2 separate regions of the Gasterosteus aculeatus genome follow, and region 2 is linked to region 1. Evidence: chromatin contacts called from public Hi-C data. All regions are on one chromosome and are shown on one strand. Each heading gives the region's core, a stretch centred on a gene start, on an enhancer-like site or on the middle of the called end of the contact. The rest is flanking DNA. Distances are from core to core; before and after follow the strand shown.

The links. A called contact is a pair of places that touch in the nucleus more often than the background predicts.
Region 2: a contact with region 1 is called in a Hi-C map of skeletal muscle, with 2.8 times the contacts expected there. The contact joins the promoter of shoc2 here to the enhancer-like site in region 1. A contact is called at or near these places in 2 of 6 Hi-C or Micro-C datasets (both in skeletal muscle).

Annotation. Positions count from the first base shown.
Region 1 is chr9:9,362,393-9,367,821 of fGasAcu3.hap1.1, reverse strand. mxi1 (max interactor 1, dimerization protein) reads right to left here. Exons shown (of 6, transcript XM_078080479.1): 4 at 1,955-2,069; 5 at 947-1,145; 6 at 1-681. The coding sequence ends at 518. Among protein-coding and RNA genes, the nearest start is that of mxi1, 25 kb to the right of the region's middle. Within about 2 kb of position 3,956, at least 3 of the 9 cell types and tissues checked have open chromatin away from gene starts, as enhancers often do.
Region 2 is chr9:9,481,055-9,486,567 of fGasAcu3.hap1.1, reverse strand. It overlaps shoc2 (SHOC2 leucine rich repeat scaffold protein), which reads right to left and starts at 4,045. Exons shown (of 9, transcript XM_040187413.2): 1 at 3,925-4,045.

The DNA of each region.
Region 1 (5,429 bases), core at 2,707-5,206:
AGAACATTATTTCAATATCATGTGAATTTAAGTGCATTTTGAATCAAATCAGGGGTTGTGCCTTCTTCAAAGATGTCATTTGACAGGTTGAGAAAATAAAATAAGTAAAATGATTATTGTGAGGGTTTTAAAATCAAGGGGATACGTTTTTTTTTTTTGTCAAGTCTCTAATCTCCCTTTGAACAAATCAACCGGCAGTTTCCCGTCGCTGTGTTTGGGTCCCTGCTGTCGGTCAGAGCGGCTCGGCGTGCAGCGCCGCGGAGCTCCTCTAACTGAGCAGGAGGAGAGGGGACGGGAACTAAACGGTTGGAGCTGGAGGAGGGAGAGAGGGGCTGGGGGGGGCAGGAACGACAGGAATGCTGTTAGCTGGGGGGGGGGGGGGGGGGGGGGGGGGAGGAGGGCGTGGCCGCTATCGCCAGAGGCGACTGGGCGTGTGGGCGTAGGCATTGGCTGGATGGAGCAACGGATGGGAGGACGGGAAGGGTTTGGCGGCGGGGAGGTCGGCGGCGGCGGGGCTTTAGGAGGAGAAGGCGAGTTTGACACTGCAGGAGGAGTAGCCCTCGTCGCTGCCCATGCTCTGCAGGCTGCTGTGGTCGTCCAGGTCGCTGGTGCTGGCCGTGCTCACACTGTCCAGCTCTCCATGGGAGAACTCCGTGCTTTCCACGTCCACCTCGATCTCCTCTGCAGGGGGGGACGGACAGACGGAGGGAGGGACAGGGGAGAGGGGGGGCGGAGAGGAATACATGAATGCCAGGACAATGAGGTTGACTTAAGGATGCAACATTCTCTACAAATTCCACTATGTCACAATGCGTTATTTATAGTAAAACACTTTATTTACAGTCAAATTATAGTAAAACGGGTCAAATTGCCCTTAGTGCAGGGGAAGGGGTTGATGCTAGTCAATATATATATACAGTATATAAATATATTTTTCTGAGCTCACCTTGGTCAGAGTCGGAGCGGTCGGAGCAGAGGGTGGAGCCCACGCTGTCCATGCGTATCCTCTCGCCCTCCCCCGGGCTGCCTTGGGCTACAGCACCGCTGCCTCCCCTCAGCAGCTCCAGCTGGCGGTGGAGGTGCCTCTGCTCCCGCTCCAGAGAATCCAGCTGGTACTGGCTCTTCCTGTCCGCCTCTTCAAGTTTCTGCTCGGGAGAAAAGGAAGCGATGAGCCACACGACCTCTGGCGGGGGGGGGGGCACTGCGAGACGGGAACAGTGTGTAGGAGGCAGAGGAGGTCGCCGGATATTATTTGAAAAAGGGCGTAGACAAGGAGAAGTGAGACAGGTGGGTGCAGGATGGTTGAGAGCAAGACGGGCTCGCGACACGATTCCCGCCTCCTCCGATACCCCGTGAAATGATGTCCCTCACCTGCCTCGTCTGCACCGCGTCGCCTCCGATTAGGCCTCGCGCCGCCACGACGCCGTGACACCCCCCCACCCTCCCATCCCGACGCACCAAAACAATGCGCCGTCAACAAGAGACGGCGAGACCAGAGCTGACAGCAGCAGGAGGGCTAAGTGGTGACGGCTTGAGTGGAAGGGGCAGCATGAAGCAGGACGTTGTAACACATCACATGCTCCGGGGAGGCGGGGTTTCCGCCAGCGACCAGCTGAACACAGGTGACATTTCGCCCAAAGTCAGTTGTGTCAGAAATGCATGATATGCACACAAGAGCGAGTCCCAGCAGCCGCACATTCACGTACGTATTAAGAATGATCGCGGCGGACGATAGTTTTGTCAGAACAAATATAATCAAAGTAGGGATTCATTTGTTTTATGCCATTAGGTCCACTCGTCACTGGAGCAATGAATTGAGGTCTGGTTCTACTCTCTGCGTCTCCATCACATTTTTATGTCTTGTCAATTTCAGATGTCACCGATTGGTTTCGCTACTGCGATTGCTTAATTCCTCCTTGGGCACGTGGTTCACATTCATCCTGTTATCCTTCACCTTTATATGTGCTTTGGCTTTGTTGAGCAGGCCCAGGGTGGTGTGGCGGTTGCAGTCGGGTCCCAGGGGTATGAGGGCCTTCAACCTCTCCAGACAGAGCCGCAGGTGAGCTCGTCTGCACAGGAAGGAAAGAAAGAAAAGAGAAAATGGAATGATTAGCCACATGACCACGGGCTGTACAGTGAAATGCAAACTGTTGGCGTATGAAGGTCGTAAAATGTCTCACTAGAAGCTACAACTTAAATAGAAGATTCTTAAAAAGGGGAGAGTTCACCCTAAGCGAGGTTTAAAGCCCGACCCCCTACAGGGTCCTGAGCATCTGAGGGGGACTCATTTCAGAAACACTGTTACTTTGTGACAGTCAGCCAGCTGCAGACTCCAGGCTCGTGTTTTGTAAGTTCTCAGCTGATGGTTCACACGACACCGCAGGTTGCTATGTTTCACGTCTCGTGTGCTCCTCGGGACCGCACTCTAGCTATTTTGCGCCCAGCTTTAGTTACTCCTCTCGTCTGCATTACAAACAAGTTTTGGCTGAGCGAGTGTGTGTGTGTGTGTGAGGGAGGGTTTTTGTGGGGGGGTGTAATGGCATTTCCCGGACCCCGCTCGGCTCTGCCCTCCATCATCCTGACAGTCCCTTAGTCCAGGACTGCAGACATGCCAGTGGTACTATATATCCTGCTAATGGCTCCCACTTAAGAGGTATAGGGTGATAATTGTGGTTATAACCCAATCAGCGCTGCATTACCAGCAGCAGCCCTCTCAGCTAGCCAGGAGGGAGAAGTGGAGACACACATTAAGAGCCGACGGAGCCACCCAGGACCTCAGGTACGAATCTCTGGGGGAGATGACGACCCAGGGGACCACGGCAAGGAATTCACAGAAGCGACCGCGGCGGGCTGCGTTCAGACCAGTGGAGACACGCGAGCACTGAAGTACATCTGCACGCGTTCAGCTTGGACGGCACTGATAAGTTGTTGTTTTTTGAGCCGGGGGGGTTTGTAATGATCATCCGTCCGGCTCTGGTCATCAGTCTTTGTATTCAGTTGTGATTACAGGAGAGAGCCCACCTTTGCTCTTTATCTGTGAAATGTCTACGTGCGTTGGTCTCGCCTGAGCCTGAACACACACACACACACACACACTTTTATGCACTTGCGCCCGTCTACAGAAATCAACTAGCAATTAATCGCTTTCTATTGTGATGGTATAGGCAGCTCCTCTCGGGAGATGTCTTGGTGGTGCTACAGACAGGACAACTCCAATTTTGACCATTTTGTTTAACAATGTAATTCAGATTACACGATCATTAAATACCAGGCATCTCTTCTCCAACTTGCCACGCTCGCTGCAGAAACCATTCACAAATGAAGTGGGCCATGTACGGGGGAACGTTTTCAGCATTGCTGATACATTATTTATTCAGCAGCTGCAGAGCTGACACAGTGTATTTGACATTACATGTAAAAAAAACAAAAGCCATACTGTGAACGTTCAGAGGACGCGTCTCACTGTGAGAACATGTTGTACGCGCTAACGTTCTCCTGAGTCACAAACCCAGAGGGAGGGTGGGGGGGGGGGGCAGGGTGGAGGTGGAGGGCGCCTGATAAAGAACGACGGATGTGAAGGGAGAGCGGGACACGCTGGACTTGTACTGCCGCGTGTGTCTGCTGGCGTCGCGTTAACACACGCCAGGCGCCAGGAGGCCCCTCACCCTGTCGACGGCAAAACGGCCATCTCGGCAGACAACCTCAGATAACCAACAACCCCCCCCCTCCCCCTCCTCTGCCTGACCCAGACTGACATGATGAATGCGGGGAGAGGAGGCGAGGGGCACGCCGACCGCACGGGCAGCGCATATCTCACGCCGGTCCGATGACCGAAAACCTCCCATTATGGAGCGTGGAGACCTGCCGCTTTGTGCCGAGTCAGTGTTGAAACATGCAGCAGCCACACCGGCAACCTTCCGCATGTGCCGCTGGGCGGGCGGCACGCGTGCCCCCTCAGCGCGCCTTTCATTGGTACACAGAACATGACAAAACGTCTGGCGGGACATTTGTCCTAATCTCTGCGTGCACGATGTGCTCTGATCTGATCCCGCCGGCAAAGAAGAGAAAAAAAAAAGGTGGTGCCGGGAGGAACAGTGTGTTACTGTGTGTGACTGTGACAGAAGGAGAAGTCAGCGCTCCACGCGAGGCTGCGTGGTAATCGGGATATCAGAACTCATTCTGGGGAGAGGAAAAAAAAAAAAAAACATGATGTTCTCCTGCGACTAAAAACAGGCAACTCAAGATAATGGAGGAGACTGGTTTATCTGCACCACCAGCACTATCGCTTACCGTCTCCCTGAAGGGTTAAAGTTCAAGCGCTACTAGCTAGTGGCGATGCCCCAGAGGCGGGTCTCTAATCCCCCCCCCGAAAGGCTTGTTTATCGTGTAGACCCACGGCCCAGAGAGCTTAAGCCACTTGCGGCTTACGATATGAGTGGCGGCTTGTGACCATTAATACCTGCGTGCCTCGGCCCTCCTGCAGCTGGGCGGCCCCCCCGCGTCGGGCCACGGGGCTTACCGCTTCCCCCGGGTCCTTATAGAAGACGCTAGTAACACAAAGACAGCCGTGGCTTTGCCGTGCGGCCCCCCTAGCTCCGCGTCCTCGGCCGCCACTGGAGGTGGAGCGCAGTTTGGTTGAAGGTCGTGACATCACAGGCCGACAGGCCGCGTCAGCAGATTAGTGTTCATGCGGCGTTGCTTTCATCCCGGGTTAAGTTGCTCCCCCGGAGAGAAGCGCTCCGTGGCTATAGGAGCTAAACGCTAGCTTGATGCTTTGCGGTTCGCTCCGTTTAGCTCCGTTGGGGAGGAATTTCATTTAAGACCAATGGACAAACTCAACATCCACGGCCATGACCTCGATGAACAAAAGGGCAGAAAGATCCACAAAAGGGACAAAGAAGCACATCAAAAGAACCTATATTTAAAATCTCCCGAATGCAGGAGAGGGAAGGGGGGGAAGGGGGGGTCGTCGCTCTGACCTTTGTATTCCCAGTGTCTAATGAATGGCACAGAGAACTGTAGGTTGGCTGAATGGGAAGCGCTTCGTCTGTGGCGGATTACATAACACGTGGCCCGTCGCTGCCGGGACCTGCGCTCTAAACCGTCACGCACAGCAGGGACATCCAATCCCTCGCCGACAATAAGACAACACGGACGGAAAAGCCTGGTTTCTTTCCGTGGTATTTAGCTGTGGGTGATTCCTGGGATTACAAGCAAATAATAAGCCCGATGCAACCATTGGGTCCTTTTTCCTCGCTGCATTGTGGGTATAACTCAGCAAACAGCTGCCTTTGAAAACCCACGCTCTCTATCTGGGGGGGAGGAAGTGAGCTTCTGTGGGCTGATAATGTGACCGGCTATTCAAAGAAAGCCACAAACCCGAGTTCCCGAGAGTTACCTGGAAACGCTAATGTGTGCATAATAAGAGT
Region 2 (5,513 bases), core at 2,796-5,295, 120 kb before region 1:
TGTTTGAGAATAAAAGGGGAAAATGCAAATAAACCACCTTTAGTGCATTCGATACCCTCATATAAATAAGTCCTGTATATTTAAAAAACAAAAAACATTTTTCTCCAGTCGTACTCTAAGCAACCAGAAAATAGGATGTTATTTATCAAACAAGAAAAAAAATCAGATTAACTGAAATGAAAGACAACACTATGTAAGCGTGCGTCGCTGCACAGACATAGAGTGGAGTGACAATTTTATGCCTCACGTACTAAATGATTCGCTACAGTGCAAAGGTTTAATTATTTTGCTAAAATGTATTGCACACTATCTTAAATAAATCCACCTTTGTCTTATTATTTTTGATTTGACTCAATTATTGGTGTATAAAGTGACTTCTTGCCATCATCTGATAATCCATCATCAGCATCACAATAACTACGGTTGAAAAGGAATGAACTGATAAAGCTCACAGGAAATCTCGAGTTCACACTATCATGATTATTGTTTATTTTATTAGGATTAGTTACATTGATCTTTACAGGCTAGCAGAGAAACTAGCATAACAACATTGTAACTAGGATAATTAACATTTGACCTAGTGTAGATGTGTATCTGTACTTTAAACAAACACTCACATGCCCAGGATATGTGAACTATCAGGTTTTTTTTACTGTGACACCAGCATTTCTTTACAACCCTAAAAGCACAAAACTTAACCTCTTATGCTGAAACAGAATTGCTCCGGGCCCTTTTTGATGGAATTGTTTTGGAAAGATAAAGCCAAATTCATTTCCAATCGGATATTTGTTTACTCTGGCAGGCCACATTCAAAAACTCTACACACCCAAAAAATAAATAAAAGTGGGATTTAAACAGCAGCCATAAGCAGCTTCAAATACTTAAGTGATGCATGCAGAGACACACTATTGGCAAGTTCTTTGTTTTTGTACAATTGATTGATTTAGCAAGTGAACCACACCGCTGTTTTTAGTTCAAATCATTTTAAAAAGAGCGTATTCAAAACTTTTATGACACAACAAATCTGACTGACATTCTTCCTTTCCTCTGAAATATTATAAATATATATTTGAGTAAATAAGGATTAGAACCAACTTCAACTCGGACCGTAAAGAAAAACAAACAAACAAACAAACAAAGAAGGAGACATGAAGATAATATCTGTCCTTGTTCATGAAAGTACCACAATGTGCAAGTCCAAGCAAATCTGTTGAATGTACCTGACGCCAACTTACCCTCCTAAACAAACACGGCCCAGCGGGTGTTGACATTACGCTTAGCCTACAGCCCCACCTTTTAATGCATTTAGATAGTTAGTCATCCCTGTGAAAGCCTGCTACATGACACACGTTAGATATTTCTGCCTTAAAAACATTTTGTATCTGTAAATGACAATTGTAGCTAGAAGTGCATGTTCTCTGGTAAGTCTCTATTGCGTGTCTCTGTTTAAAGCTCTCCGGCACCAGTACAAGCTAAGCTGTGGCAAAAAGAGACCGGTTTGGCTCGGGATCACAGTTAAGTGAAAAGGTTAGGACTGCTGGGAGTAATCTTTAGAAATGGCCTTCAAAGCTTGGAGTTCCCACAACAGGTCATGCGACCTTTTAGGAAAAATAAATGTGGGGGTCAATAGCAGCACCACTAACATCACCGAATGCCGGACTCTTCTGTAAATAAGAAGGTTCTTTGATGCCGTCATAAATAAGAAAGTTAAAATGAAACCCTGACTGCAATGGGCATTCCCGTGTTCGAAATGATTATGAGAACAAGCAGGCCACCCCGACTCCTGCAGCTATCTAAACCAAACTGCCAGCAACTTCCTTTTACAGTTGTACTTTCCAAGTCCCTGTCCTGGTACATCACATGGTTTATAGCAAGCTGCATATGACCTTTATTTGGAAACACTCATTGCGGAGATAGAAAATATGTCTGCTACTTTCTGCCTGAACCTTAGAAAATACCAAACAAGAGGGGAAAAAAGGATAAATTGAGCAATTCTTTATTGACATCTATGACCATTGTATTAATATAATAAGTCTAGGTAAAAGTCTCGGGCAGAAGCTCTTGGATATTGATTGTCAGATAATAGAGAACGAAATATTTGCCAAACTAAAAGCAGGTATACTCTAAGTTGCAGATTTTAAATATATGCAGATGTTTCCCCAAAACCTGAAACACCAAAAAAACAAATGTAAAAAAGACAAGCACCAGGACCAAACTTATTCCACATATTCAGAGTTATATTAAAGAACAATACTAAGAAACGAATACAAGATTGAACTTGTACAGCTCCAGAGAAACGCTAATGCACAGCCATCCTCACCAATAACACCACCATAAAGTGCAACGACACCCTTCATGGCACTTGCAGCCCACATAAAAACGAAGGTAGTTTCCTTTGGGGAGATCTTGGCCCCCAGACGATGCCAGTGCCTACAGGCCCGAGTGGAAGTGGCCGTTCTCCTGCTTGTGTTTGTCCATTACAATGCCTCCACGAGTCAATAAGAAATGCATCACTGTGGCCCATCAAGTTACTGTAGAACTGGTATAACATGACGACATGTAAGAAATACCGCTTCTGTGTTTCTGACTGACAGCACGACACTAAGTGCAAGGAAATACAAAGGATGACCTGGCATGTCAGTGAAAGTGGTCGTCTGTGGGATATTTGGGGTGGGGAGCAAACCAGGGGTGAGGTGGCATCTATCCGCTAACGTTACGACCCACAGGACGCATCTAGCGGCCGGTTTGAAAGGCGAAGAGGGCCGATGACAAAGTCTTTCGAAACAAAAACGATGTCAGTTCGGGAAAATCAAGTAGCCGTATGAAACTGCTAAATGCAGACAACATTGTTACCTAAGGAAAGCACATATGGGTTCGCACCGCTGTTTGAATGAACTATCACTAACGTTACTGTGACAAAATATACGCTACCTAGACGCGAACAGTAATAATGCTAACCAACGTAAAGAGTTAAACAATGGGCGACAGTCAACGTTAACTAGCGTTAATTATCGTTAGCCAACTCACGTAGGCTGGAGATGTCTAATGTTAGCTAAACCAGCTTAGAAAAGGGAACTGGGAGAACATATGCAAGTTAGCTAACGTAATGTTTTAATACACATCTCGAAGAACCAACCGAAAGGCGCACTGGCTACCGAAACGACTAACAACCGGGAAGGAAATAAAAGCAGCTTAGATAAAACGTCAACAGCCAAGCAAACGTCAGTGGTGCCAGACGGCTAACTTGCTAACGTCAGCTAGCGAGCAAGCTAGCCCACCAGCTAACAGCATTTCAACCAGCAAGATAACGACTCAAACGAGGGGAAAAACGTTAAAGGCTCACGTGACATGATGCAACAAACGTGAATTGCTACTCGTAGGACACGGTGCTAGTGCTCTCCAGAGTTCCCCCCTGATATATTCACGCACATCCAGCGGTTAGCTCTCAGCGGAGCTGGCGGTGTGTAGGCCGCGGGCAGAGCGGCTGTCGTACACGGACCGACCCATCAGCCGTGAGGTGGACCGAGAGGAGGAAATCTCTGCTGCAGCCAGCGGAACGCCGTCGGGCAGCGGACGCCAGAAAGGGAAACTGGTCGTTGGAATGCATTTGATTTCCGAGCTTAGCGGCCACTTGCGGCACACGATGTGCAAACTAACTGCAACACGGCACACAGACCGTCCCCGTGTTGAATATGCGCCGAGGAGAGAAAAAAAGAAAAGAAAACACTGAAAAAAAAAAAACAGCGGCCATTCCGAAGCGGAACAAAAGAGTGCGTTCGTTCTCTCCACCCCGAAATGACACTGAAACGTTTACCCGCGCAGTGACAAGAGAGCTGCGGCGGTGTGGTCTCTAGACAGCGGGGCTACGGGGGCTACGGGGGCAACGCGTCCACTGCCAATGTGGTAATAATATCGCTGTTTTACCTTTCAGAGGTGTGACTCCGCCATCCTTTCTGCTTCCTCCTCTTGTCCTACACTACTGCTCCGCTCCCTCCTCCCTCCTCCTCCTCCTCCGCCCTCCGCCGCCGCCGCCGAACTGCGTCATTCGCACCCCGAACCAATGTTATCACGAGACTTTGAAATACAATCAAAAAGTCGTGGATAAAACATTGGCTTCGTTTATTCAATATATCTTATACGGTGCAATTAATTGTTTTGTTGCAGTGTTAGTGTTGTGTAAAAGCTCAACGCTCAAACTGTTACGAAACATCCTGAAAATAACGCTTTTCTTTGGATAATAAAGTGTGTTTGCTATGATCATTCCCAAGAAATGTAACCTATTCAGTTAAAATTCTTATATTTACAATCTCCTCATTTAAAACGACAAAGATAGATACATATGCGAATATGTGTTATTTTAAATGTGGGACTTTGGGTTTGACATGATCCTCGGTATTTTTTAAATGATATAATGAAGAGCAATTCGTAAATATAACTGTCCAATTGTTATATCAGTGAACAGTACAAAACGTTCCTCTGAAATGCAGTGGAATGTAAGAATAAAGTAGCCTAAACTTTAGTTACAGTGCATACATACATTAATTGCACACTAACTACAATCACTTGAAACACATTACACATAAACACAGTGAGCAAAAATGTTATTTAAACGGATTTACAGGCAGGGAACGAAAAAACGCGAAGAAAAAAGGACCTACTATGACGATGCGCTAGTAATAGATCCAGAGGGGGGCAGTAATGCGATATAATGGTAACGTACTGCCGTAAAATCCCAACAAAGAAGAAGATTACGCGAAGGAAAAGATCACGTGATTGAGTTTACTTGACAACCGTTTAAATCTCCTCCAAGTGCTAAAGGTGGGATTATTTCAAGTGATTGAAAACGATTCCGTATTTTCTTTTATAGAAACCCCTTTAACGTGTTCACACACGTACACGGAAACACGTAGCAGTGTATGGTCCGTGTAATTCACTGGTTATTTGACAAAAGAGACGTATCCTCCGCTTCTTAAACTGAGTAACGTTAAACGATACGTGTTGCTACCTGCTAAACCTAGCTAGCGTTGGCTAGTTTTGTGTTGAGCTAACGTTAACAGACAATTTAGCTATTATTGTAAAATATACGAGGACATTTAGGCCCACGTCCTAGTCAATCACATAGCATAGCTTAATGGTGAAATAATGTTATTCGGGTATTCATCAACTAACGTATTGTCAACCTGAACGCTATCTTTCGCTTTAACCTCCTTTAAATAAGTGAACATTTAACATAATACAACCGCTACATTTCACAAATACACCACGAGACAGTGTGGGTGCTACATTATATCATGTTTCCTTTCGCGACAGGCTGTTTTGTGTTCTCCGTGTATGAGATTTATAAAGATGAAGATGCTTTGGTCTAAACTAAACTTGCGGTAAAACCCAATCTTGCCTGCCTGCGATCCCTCAATACACTACAGCATTAGCAGCTGGTTAGATTAGCTCACATTGTAGCATTTTTAAATAGTTGGCATATCTTCTTGTTGTCATCTTCAAGTGCAAGGCTATGC